Linked DNA regions of Mus musculus: region 1 is linked to region 2. A link is a contact called in public HiChIP or PLAC-seq data. All regions are on one chromosome and are shown on one strand. The core of a region is the stretch at or near the end of the contact, and the rest is flanking DNA. Distances in the headings are between cores, read along the strand shown. Region 1 overlaps Irf4 (interferon regulatory factor 4). Region 2 holds the start of Uqcrfs1 (ubiquinol-cytochrome c reductase, Rieske iron-sulfur polypeptide 1).

The links. HiChIP or PLAC-seq counts read pairs in DNA pulled down with a chosen protein or histone mark.
Region 1: an H3K4me3 HiChIP or PLAC-seq map of the SCID.adh cell line shows a contact between it and region 2, with 2.8 times the contacts expected there. The contact joins the enhancer-like site here to the promoter of Uqcrfs1 in region 2. A contact is called at or near these places in 6 of 484 Hi-C or Micro-C datasets (CD8 T cells, the G1E-ER4 cell line, myeloid progenitors and 1 more), 10 of 115 datasets of contacts at active chromatin or transcription factors (the 230-238 cell line, CD8 T cells, the SCID.adh cell line and 6 more) and 2 of 9 other capture datasets (adipose tissue and liver).

The regions. Positions count from the first base shown.
Region 1 is chr13:30,764,433-30,770,348 of GRCm38.p6, forward strand. It overlaps Irf4 (interferon regulatory factor 4), which reads left to right. Exons shown (of 9, transcript NM_013674.2): 9 at 1-2,549. Among named protein-coding and RNA genes, the nearest start is that of Irf4, 18 kb to the left of the region's middle. Within about 2 kb of position 3,514, at least 50 of the 459 cell types and tissues checked have an H3K27ac peak or open chromatin away from gene starts, as enhancers often do. A contact at or near this core is called in CD8 T cells, the SCID.adh cell line, T-cell acute lymphoblastic leukemia and 2 more, where this site is marked.
Region 2 is chr13:30,543,027-30,549,419 of GRCm38.p6, forward strand. Uqcrfs1 (ubiquinol-cytochrome c reductase, Rieske iron-sulfur polypeptide 1) reads right to left here and starts at 2,290. Exons shown (of 2, transcript NM_025710.2): 1 at 2,008-2,290. The coding sequence starts at 2,221.

The DNA of each region.
Region 1 (5,916 bases), core at 2,264-4,763, 220 kb after region 2:
CTAGAGATAGATTTTTAAAATTCTGTGCCATTTCCCCTTCTATTTGTTTTGTTGGCCATCAGTGGTCCCCATGGCAACACTGGAAGGGCGGAGCCTTTGAGCAGGTTGGGAACTGTCCCGGACACCAGTGGTTCAGTGTACAGCTGTAGACTCAGTGAGCTGTTTCTGCTTATTTTGTATATTAGATGCTTCCTTGTGCCAATAATAGTTTGACAGAGTCTCAAAGCTACCGGGCTTCTTTTCCAACAACACATTCTTTCACAGAATCCCAAAGAGTCTCACTTGCCTTCACAACCGTCTGATCCTTTATTGTTACTGTTTTGTTTAGGTGGCTTTGCCATGCTCTGGGATTTTTCTCCTACCACAACATCATTCCTGACTCTTTCGGGCTCAGAAAGAGTTAAGCGCTCTTGCACACTTGGCACTTACTTCTTTTTAATTTTTTTTTTAACATGCCACTCTTAATATTTCTTCTTAAGTCTTTCAGCAGCATACATTCAATAAGCAATGGACCATTGGGTGTCTCATTTCATTGTTTTATTTTTAAAAAGGAACCTTTGACAAATAATACACATTACAGAAAATGGAAGCATTTTTCATAGAGAAGGTAAGAACTGAAATGCATTTTATGTTCGAATCCTCCTTGCTAGTATTAGCCCCAAGAGTTCAGTCTGTCCTTTAAGCATGTTTTAGTTTTCAATACATATATATGAAGTTGCCCTTTCTTAGAGAGAGAGAGAGAGATATGTGATGACACTCTTATGTACCCAACTATACAGATTTACCTCATCTTTTGAGTGGCATGTGGACTTCCACTGCTATGTGCCTAGGTGCAGTTTAGACATCTTCTTAGCTACCCATCCCAGCAGCCCACTGAGTCTCGTGAACTAAAGTCACTTATACATCTTATAGATGCAAAACATTCTGGGGTATATTATCCCAAGGGAAGATGAAGGCAAAATCGGGAAGCACTCTTCCTGAGGCCCCAAGCCACAGCTGTCCTCCTGGAGTATCTTAACCATATCTGGCACTTCACCAAGGTCCCTTGCCTGGTCCTGTATGACCATGACTCTTCAGTCCATAAGCAGATGCTTTGTCTCAATTGCCATGTGAAGTCTTTTGGTTTTTGGTTTTTTTCCTTAATGTTAAGCTGTTTTAACAGTGAAGCTGAATTTTCTGGAAAATGCTGTATGGTTCGAGCCCCCAGTTCATGTTTCACTTTACAGCCATGCATGCTGATGCCTTCCATCTTGACAAATGGAATGATGGGTAAACACTCCTGACACAAAGAGGAACACCTTCCTCGTCCCTTGCTGAAACAAAGTGCAATGCACACAGTAGAATTTAGTTTGCTTGCACTGGAAGATGCCGTTGAAGAGGTAGGCTGAGGAACACTGTATCCTAGGGAGAAAATATGCAAGTCTCACGGGTGCTTTCTGTTGGCTTGTTTCTGGTCCTTGAGCAGGCTTAAGTATCTAGTTTCAAACTAGAAGCCCCAAAGCCCTCAGTCGTTGTCCTGGACAGAGTTGGTAGACCCCACCTGTAGAAATCCAGATGCACTCTGGGATTGGAGCACAGAGAGGCTTGCTCTATCGTGAGAATGCCCAGCCTGCAGAGGCCCAGGTGCGGTGCCTGAGTGGCTGTATGCCAGACACAGGAACGCCAGCAGGCTGAGTGTGGTGACTGATATGTGAGGTGCCCTTGCCCTGCAGACAGGCTGAATGTGAGCCCCAGCAGCAGAGGATTCTGAGAGTCAGGGTGGTGTCATGTCCTACACAGGAAGAGCCTTCAATATTACTTTTTAAACGAACTTTCCCATTGCTGATATTTTGATAAAAACCCACACAAGGTTTAATTACATGCCCCCTCATCCCTCTCCACACAGTCTTGCCCATCCCACTGGTGAATTGTTGTTGTTCTTGTTGTTGTTTTTTGTTATTGGTGAAAATTGTGAAATTGTTAAGGTCTCTGTTTTTGTTATTTATCTCCCTAAATCACATGGCTGCTGCATACATTGCAATGTTGCCCTACCACATGTATGTTTTTGCAAGTTGCTTCTTCACTCATTGAAGAAGCCTGCACCGTAAGTGAAACTCACTTAGTCCTTGCTAATTGCTGCTCACTGTCACGTGAACGCAGAGAAGGCTGATTTTCCTGGACCCATTTTCAGTGCTTTGAGGAACATGAGTCCAGAGTATATTGAAGTAGAAGACAGTGTTTGGCAAGCCAGTTCTTATTAGACACTGCTACAGGCTTCACAATCTTCAAGGTGGACCCACCTCATGTGGAAGGGCATCATTGCCCCTCTGCTCCCATGCGCTGTGCACCCCCTTCACAGTGAAAGACCTGCTGGGGACCAGGACTCAGAGATCTCTGGCTTCGAGCTCATATCTTGGCTTCCTGTCATGTCTAAGCCCGACAGGAAAGTGTGGCACCATCCTGCCTGCGGCGTTGGATGGATAGGCCATGGATTTTGCTGTAAACTTGCTTCACAAGGAAAGCTGTGTGTTTTAAAATATTTGATAAATAAAGGATTTCTAGAAAGATTGACTGAGGAGCATATTTAATACCATCCTCACAGCCCTTGAAACACTTCCTCTATCTGCTGGGTTCTTGGTGAGGCTGTCAGTGGCCTACTTCCTTCCTGGCTGCCTGTGAGTCCCTGAAATCAGATCTCTAAAGTGTTCAGCAGAGAGAGAGAGAGAGAGAGAGAGAGAGAGAGAGAGAGAGAGAGAGAGAGAGAGAGGGAGGGAGGGAGGGAGGGAGGGAGGGAGGGAGGGAGAGAGAGAGAGAGAGAGAGGAAGAAGAAGGAGGAGGAGGAGGAGGATGAGGAGGAGGAGGGAAGAAGAGGGGAGGGGGGAGAGAGGGGGAAGAAGCAAGCTAGTTCTACAACCATGTCATTACTAGCACAAGTCCCCTCAGCTGTGTCTGAGGGAGCAACTATTCACACTGGGCTCCTTTGTTCTGCCTCCTCCTCCTTAGACCTATGTTCTGAAAGGCCTGGTAGACTTGGTGTTTTTTTTTTTTTTCTGTTTGTTGTGTTTTTTTTTCATTTTTAGAAAAAAAATTTAATATCTAGTGTGTGAGTTTACCTACTTGTAGGTACATGCACATGCAGTACTTGTAGGGCCAGGGAGGGGGGTCTGATCCCCTGTAACTGTAGGTACAGGTGGTTGTTAGCCACATACGCGAGAACCTGGAACTCCAGTCCTCTGGAAGAGCAACAAGGACTATTATCCAAGTTGAGCCATCTCTCCAATTAGGGAAAATATTTTTTAACTTGTTTTAATGGTTTGTTTTATACTTTGATTTCCTCTGAGTTTGTTGTCATGAGGGTAGCATATAGTGAGCCTGCACTCTGATAGGAGAGATTCCGGGGGAGAGGCACAGGGTGTCGGTAGACTCTTGGGTATCCCTAGGAGAACCTTGGCTGAAATTCCTCTCTGAGAAGCCAAGTCAGAGAATGCCGTTCTCAGCTGTATCACACACACTTCCTGACATGGCTGTGAACTTCCGTATCTTCCAGTGTCATAGGAAGACTGTCAGCCCAGGATAGGACTGTGGCCTGTGAAAAGCTCAGAGATTCAGAGATCTGAGAAAAGCATTTAGCAAGGATCTAAACAACATATTGAATTTACTAAATAAAAACCAATTGCTCTACTATTCCTACTTTGGGAGCTCTGTGTGTCCCATAAGTATAGATGGGCTCAGGCCAGCATGCACAGCCAGGATTTCTCCAGAAAGTTCTACTACTTGAACCTAAGCTTGTTTGAAGAGATTTTGCTGACTTTTGAGTTCTTACATGATATTCCTATTCCCACAGGGCTTCTGGTCTTAGACTTTTCTTTCCAGTTACAACTTTGGTTGTTGGATTTGGTTTTCTATAGTTGGTAGTATTAAGACAAATACAGGGTTTTTCACATGGGCAACACTCATCCATCCCAGAAACAAACAAACAAACAAACAAACAAAAACATGGCGTCTCCTACATGCCTTATTTCTGGGAAGGGACTGCAAGGTTGGTTGTAATATCTCATGTTTTCTAGCAGAAATGTCTTTTAATAAATGTCTAGTTAGGAATTATAGGGCACCCAAGGATGTTTCTTCTACAGCCTAAGCCAGGGGCCAGAGGATGTCTACACAGGTACCCTGCTCTTCCCTGGAAGACTTCTGCCCACCTGCTCACCTGGCCAGCTCTCTCTCATGATGATAGAACATCCTTTCTTTCTAAGCACTTCACCTTTCAGTGGCATCTCTGTGCCACTGAGAAACGATTTCATACTTTCTCTTGCTTTGCCTCCTCTCCTTTGGGACTAAGGATCAAAACAGCCAGAACAGTGGGGGATAGTGATCTGAGAAAAGTATGCTGGAAGGAATGGTGAGAGCCATGAGTTAGAAAGAACCATAGCTGCAAGATGAGAGAACAACTCCATGGTTAACGGTGTGGATCAACACCTGAAAATGATGGAGATGCTGAGATGGGTCTGATCAGAGCTGACTGTGGGCCAGAACTTACACACACACACACACACACACACACACACACACACGTGCGAGAACCCCTCACACACACAGGATGGTGGGGCAGAGTTTAGGTACTAGAAGCTCCTTCAAGGGTGCATCTTCAATAATAATCTTCAATTATCTAACTTTTCTCACACTAGACCCCACCTATCAAAGGTTGTACTTAAGGTTGTATCACCTCCCAGTAGTGCTCATCAGCCACAAAAGCTATTAACATTGGTATTTACTGTTTGTGTCTATGGCATATCACTGGTCATTCCTTTTTTATTTTTTTAACTTTTTATTGATTGTTTATGAATTTCACATCATGTACCTCAGTCCCACTCATCTCCCATCTCTTCATATCCACCCTCCACCCTTGTCACCTACCCGCCTCCGAAAAAAAATTTTTGGAAGCTGCAGTGTGTCACAGTGTGTCCCACAGTATACCCTTTTGTCCACACTTCCTTATATGCAAATGTTCATTGCAATGAGTCATTGGTCTGGTTCAAGGCCTCTGGCTTCTGTTACACTGTCAATACTGGATCCTCACCAGGGCTCTTCTCATATAGAATCTCCTCCTGTTGTCCTATGTCATGGAGATCTTGAAGCTTTGGGCCTGTAGTACCCTCTCCTTCACATATACCAGCAGTTCATAGATGGCATAGAGCTAACTCAAAACCCTGGATCTGGGCCTGGGTGGTAGCTAAGTTGGTCAGCATGCCAGCTCTCCTGCACCCACACCACCAGGGCAAGCTCTCCAGGAGTACCCTGGCTAACTCACCCAATGCCACAGGCATCTAGAGCCAGAGCAAGCTTTCCAGCTCTGCCGTTGAAGCTCACCCACACCAACACCAGCAGAGCCAACTCTATTCTGCTGCTCAGGCAAGGGACAGGACTCACTTTCTTTAGTGTTATAGCTAGTGAGGAGCAGGGCCAGCTCTCCTGTTCTCATGGCCTTGTGGCCAGCTTCCCCTTCTACCTTAGGTGGAGAGGGGTAAGGTGGAAGAGGAGGGCATCTCCTTCTTGCTCATGCCACCCCACAGTAGACAAGTTGTGGGGCCAGCTCTCCCATGCTCATACCCACAGGGCTGGCTCACTTGCACCTCTGCTGCCAGGGTTGACTGTACCGTGCTGCCCTGGTGAGGTGCAGGGCCCACTTTTCCAAGTCCTACAGCCAGTAATTGTCAGGGAACAATGGCCATTCTAAGAAACACACATCACTGGCAAAGTCAACCACTGTGACATCAACAGGATACAACCTAGAGTCGTTAGATAGAGGAAACCTCAGTTAAGGAAACGCCTCCATGATACTGGCTTGAAAGCAAGTCTGTAGTGCATTTTCTTAATTAGTGATTGAAGTGGGGAGGGAGTTAAGGTCCTGGGGTCCTGGGTGCTATGGAAATCAGGCTA
Region 2 (6,393 bases), core at 1,040-3,539:
CAATCAAGGGACCTTTAGGAAATTGTTTCAAAAGTCATTTCCTATATAATTTGCACAAGTTGTATTAAGCATAGGTGCTTAATTTAATTCCAACATGATACATGATCAGTTATTGAAATATCACCTCAAAATAGAGGAAATCTAAGGCAGGTAAACTTTTCGTAGTTGTAAAGCCAAGGTACCTAGAAATCTGCATGAAAGAGATTTTCCCATATGCAGACATTTTCCTCCACACACTCTCAATCTGAATCCACCCATTCTGTCACTACCTATCTTTCCATAGTCACCCAGATGGATTTTAACGGGCAATTAAGCTACGATGTAAAGTATGATTTCAGGAAAGGTTTTGGCTTTGTTTCTACATTGTCTGGTTTGGAAAATGCTTTCATGAAGCAGGCACACCACCAATTTTTATCAGAAACCTTTCGGCTATCTGACAAACTGAAGTAACGCTTTCACCTCTGCAATTTTCTCTTCCTCACTTCTTACCTACTGATCCCCTAACCCAAACAGACTCAGAACAAGGTAAGTTATTACACTTCTGTCCTGAAAAGTTTTTCAAAGACCCAATAGTGCCCCTTCACATTTACCCTGAAAAAAGATCTTGACTCAAATGTATACAAAACCTGATAATGGGAGACAAAAACTAAGGAGCTATTATTCTACCGCTTTAAACCAAGGCCAGAAGTCTCAACAATAGAGAGGAGAGTGTCAACATGCTATAATGACATCAAGATATCAGCAAAAGTAAACTTTGTAATCTGACCTGACATTAAGGTTAATGGCTAAAATAGAGATAAACAGCAAACCCAGTGGGGATCATTAAAAATCTGCAGGAAAAGCTAACCATGGTGGCTCTGGGAAGACAGTCAGGAAGACCTTGAGTCTGAGGACAGCCTAGGATACATAGTGAGACCCTGCCTCAAAGAGAGGCAGGACAGACAGACAGAGAGGCAGGATTAGAATGAATGCAGAGTGAAAAGCTGTCTAAGAAGGCAATTTGGTTGACATGTAGAAAGGTCATAAACTCAACCCCAAGCAGTGCCAAGTAGGTAATACACTGAACAATCATAGTATGTTACTTTGCTTGGTATAGAGGAGAAAGCTATATGGATGCGATCTTCATTCTTTTAAAGTGAATGATATTTCTAAACTCAATGGTCCCTGTGAACTTGAAATCAAGGTTTAATCTACTTGAAAAAGTGAAGAGTCAGTCAACTATCGGAGCAGAAACCAAACGAGCCCAGTGCAGCTTCCCACATTTCAGGAGACACCAGAAAGCTTTCTAGATTTTTAAGTCACAAGGGAATGTGAAGCAGACTTAGATAAACTAGGAAGAGACCGCACTGCATAGATTCCCACTGTGTGGGTCACTTCACCTCTGTTTTCTGTATTAAAAAAAAAAAAAAGTATCATTTCTGACTGCCTCGCCTTCACGACTAAGTAAGATTATGAAAGCCGTAGAGCCTGGTATCTGAAACCACTGCTGATCCCCTACAGTGGAACTGACAGGGCTGGTTTTGTGTCTATAGGGATGGGGCTGCTAGGGAGTTAAGATGCTGAAAAGCGACTGTACCAGTACACTGACAACTTCCTACATGGTTGTTTCAATTTCTATTTTGAACACTTATCGTCTAAACCGTACCAATGGCTTTACATAGAATTCTCTAGTGTAAGACTCACAACACCCCTACAAAGTTGTGGTAACATCGAGGAAACTTGCCCAAGGTCAAATTCCTGTAACTAACAGTATCTTAGCCATGATACAGGGAGGCCGATCTTAATCAAGAAAGTCAAGTGAAGCCTGAGGAGGGAACCCAGACTGACGTGCAGACCGGCTCCTGACTCCTGGGGGATGCAGCTACGGGAGCATCCCGTCACCGTGAGCCCGCCTGCTCCGGGGAGCGCTCGGCCTGCCAAGGTAGCCGCGGCCGGCCCACCACATCCCAGCACACCGCCCTCCGCCGCCGCAGGGAACGAGATCGGGGTACTCCGAAGCCGGCTCACCGTTCAGGCCCACCGTGGCCACCAAAGGCCGGGCTGCGGCCTGGCCACTCAGGGACTCGCGGCACAGGAAGGGTCGCTTCACATCCAGAACAGGTGGCTCCGAGGCGGCGGGCACCGCGCCTTGCAGCAGAGGACGCAGCGCGCCCGCCACCCCGCGGGAAGTGGCCGATAGGACGGGCGCGAACGGGCCCGAGCGGGCGGCGACCGACAACATGGCGACAGCTGCTCAAACCACCTCGTCGGTCACAGGGACGACCTTTCGTTCGAACGACGGCCCGAAGAGGAGCGGGAGGCGCAGGGTTTGTGACGTCAGCGCGACGCCGGAAAGGGCGTTTCGCAAGGTTGAGCGAATCGGGAGGGACGCCGCGTTGGGGGCGTGGCTTCGGGCGCAGGTTGGGGCCCGGGCAGGAAAGGGCAGGGCCTGGAGACACTCTGGTGTCTGACTCGGTCGCCCTGCCCCAGGAAAACCGAAGTCGGGAGGGATTTCTTGTGGTCGTGATTGAGATCCTTCATTTAGGGCAAAACCTTAAATCGGGGACGACCGAGGCATGAGAAAAAAAAAAACAACAGGCTACTACTACTTCCTAACGCCTATCACCTAGAATAAATACCAACCGCTTTTTGTCTTTTGCCAAGACGATTTTGATCTTCTTACAACAAAAGAGCCAGAAACCTATATGCAAGGTTTGACAAAAACAAAACAAAACAAAACAAAACAAAACGGTGGCTTACGATTATTCATGATCTACTACGCTTTTGATTTGGTAGTTTCCTTCGTTGTTCATTTGTAATTATGATCTTGATGAAATAACACTATTGATACCAGCATTTTACCAGTGAAGGACCTGGTCCTTAGACCCTTTGCTCTGCATAGATTGCCAGGAAGCAGTGGAGTATTGTAGACCCCTGAGGGGTTTTTGTTTGTTTGTTTGTTTGTTTGTTTCTGAACAAGTGGGGTTTCCCAAGTGATGTTCAGCAGTACAAAAGGGAGGGACTCTTACTCTCCTTCACATAGTGAGAAAACTGCCAACTTTCTAACTTCTCTTTCAGTTCTGACTACACCACTAACAAAGTCTCTGTGAGGTGCTAATAAACGTTAATCCCTCTTACACTTGAAAATCTCCACTTTTCCAAGTAGAACAAACCTTGATTTCAAGTTCACACAGACAATTGAGTTTAGAGATGGCATTCACTTTCAAAGAATGAAGTTCTCATCCATACAACTTTCTCTATACCAAATACTTCGTTTATTCTTTTAGGGTTTAAAAAGAAAAAACAGTAAAAAAAAAAAACTAAGAATTTAAGCACTGCACACTCTGGCATGATTGTGATATGATGCTTGTATAATACATGGACTCTAGGACCTTGGCTGGTTTCTAAACCTTTGGAATTGTAAAACAATGTAGTTGTGTTGTTTTAAGACACTATGTTTGTTATAGCAGCAATGTAAAACAACACCCAGGAGATCCGGGCCCTCACAGAGGAATGATTGCAGGTGTCCTTAGCCAGGGAGGATACTTGCTGCCTAGTCTGGGTCCTTTCTTGTCACTGTCACTTCATTCAGTTATGTTCTGAACAGGGACAGGACCTGGGATAACCCCAGAGAAGCATGCACTCCATGTAGATCTCACCTAAGGAACCAGGAGTGAATATCCACCATGGCAGAGATCAATCTAACCTTTTCTCTCTCAGCTGAATCTCCAGATGGAAGTCTTCACCCCAAACTGCCCCTGCCTGTGGCTCTGTCTCATGATGGAACCAAATCCCCAGCTAGATGCCAACTGCTGCTGGTGGTGCCAGTGCTTGACAAGAGATGGACCATGGAGCTTTCCAGATGCATATGACACCATATACATCTGAGCTGGCCCTGGACAGACAGCCTCAGCTGAGAAACCACCCAACAAGGACGAGCCAGGGCCAGGCATAGGTCTGTTCGTCATCAGTTTTTGAGGATGTCAGAGGCCAGTTCTCCTACAAGAGCCAGGATGGCCCATTGCATCTTACTGAAACGTTTTCAAGCTTTGGGCTTCAGACCTCTGACTTGGGTTCAGTTCACCTGCTTTTCAAAACTAACAGAAACCTGCTAAGTTCCTTTCCTACTGTTGCTATCTTGGTTGTGCTGCTATCACTAAATTTCTAAGACTAGTTAGTTACTTATATGTGTTTGCATTTGTGTCCTCTACACACCATGGCACAAGTGTCCCATCCTGTACATTTGGAGGTCAGGGGACACCTTGTGGGAGTCGGTCCTCTCCTATCTCACAGGTCTTGAGGATAGACCTCAGATAGACCATCCACCTTTACCTGCTGAACCATCTCACCAGCCATTTTCTTTAAAATTTCTTGAGACTGGATAATTTTCAAAGAATCAAAAAAAAAAAAAAAGCTTCTTATAGATCTGGAAACTGGAAGTCCACGATGAAGGGACCACCAGTAGGGAGAGTTGGCTGACCAGTACAACTCCCTTCTTCAAAGAAGGTGTCCTATTGCTGTGTTCTCTGTAGGAAGGATACTGTGTCCATACATGGTAGAAGATGAAGCAACACAAGGGAACAGGTTCCCTCAGTCAACTCCTCAAACCCTGACCTCCTAGTGATGTTGCTTTGGGATTAAATATTAAGACAGATTTTGTAGAGTGCAAATCACTCATGCTGAAGAAGCTGCCTATTGTCTGTCTGTCTGCCTTTGTTTTTCCTTTTTGAAAAGAAGACACTTTCAGTCTGATAACTTATTTTCTTATTCAAGGAAACAGAAATCTAAATAAACTAAAGCCCACGGAATTTTATCACCGGTCTAAGTTGGACCAGGACCCAGACCAAAGTGCAATTAGGCTCCAAGAAGGTCTATGTACCTGATTCTCAAGGGAGCTGGGATTGTAAGATGGCTCCACCAGCTACCATCAGTGGGAAGCCCATACTCCAACCCAAAGCTGCATTAAAAATGTTCATCACATCCTACTGTCTCTACTACAGCAGATCACATGCTCATTGCTGTGTCCTGGGAAATGGGAGCCATCATTTTCCCCAAGCCACTTCCTCTGAATCCCGTGGTGCTGGTGCCTATGCAGTGGGTTTTCAGCTGGGAGGAGGAAGGCATGTAGCTCAGGAGCAGGTTTAGCGGGGGTGGGGGGTGGGGGGTGGTGCAGAAATCTACTGCAGAGTGATGCTTCCGCCTGAAGGTAAGTGAAATGCCACTTTTTAGCAGTGGACATAATTGGCCCTTGGAGGGTCAAATCCAGTCCTCCCTGCATGGATGCTGCTTTGTCCTTGTTGTGTGTTTGAATTTGAACTCGCTATCAATGTTTAAATTTTATTTTCTAATGCTCTAAATTTTATTTTGTGTGCATGGATAGTTTGTCTGCATTTTGTGTGCATGTCTGTATGTTGTTGTGGCCACATGCATGTCTGGTACCTGTGGAGACCAGAAAAGGGTGTGAGATCCCTGGAAGTAGAGTTACACACAGATGGTCATGAACCAACAGGAGGGTGCTATGAATCGAACTTGGGGCTTCTGGAAGAACAGCCCACTAGTGCTTTTAAACCCAGGCCATCTTTACAGCCCCACCATCATCGATATTAAACTCCAGCAAAGCTCCCAGAAGATACTCAGGTTCCCAGCTACTTTTCTTGGGAAAACAGGCCACTTTTAATTCCTCGCAGTGATGGACCTTTGAGCCAGGAGCCAGAAAAAGCTCTTCTTTCCTTTAAAAACAATCCATTTCCTGCTGTGGGATCGAATGAGCTGAGGAACAGGGACAGTCCCCCTTCTTCCTCCTCCATATACCCTAATCTGCTTCCCAACCCCAAGCCCCTGTAGTTTCACAGGTCTTTGCAAAGAGCAAAAGTTTGTCATGAGCTCATCCAACTGATAAGGTGCCAACCCCTCTCTCCAAGAGCTACCCTGCAAGCGCCCAGGGAGGAGACCCACACAACTCTTATCACCATGACCTGGAGCCTCCCCAGCACCTGACCCTAACTTGACCAATCAAGTCTTCCTGGTGGCTCTGCTGTTAAGGTCCAGCATTATCTAGCTCCCTCTGGTGGAAATCGGAGGTACTGCAACAGAAGTGCTTCCACAGAGGCAGACAGAGACCACAGCCAGCAGGTTGGCCAGAAGGAAGAAACTAGACACAGAAAACAACTATCTGAAGTGGAAACTTAAGGGTTCTTTGGAAAGCCAGTTGGATGGAATTTTGCTAGGGCAAACATGTGAAGGAACGTTTTGTTAAAGTGGACGCAGGTGTGAAAGGCTAAGGCAGACTCCTGAAGGAGCATTTCACTGAAGCAAACACAGGAGAAGGGGTGTTCTGCTAAAGCAAGCACGTGAAAGGACATGTGATGAAGGATTCTTTGCTAACATCACTCTTGTATTACTCTACCTTAATTG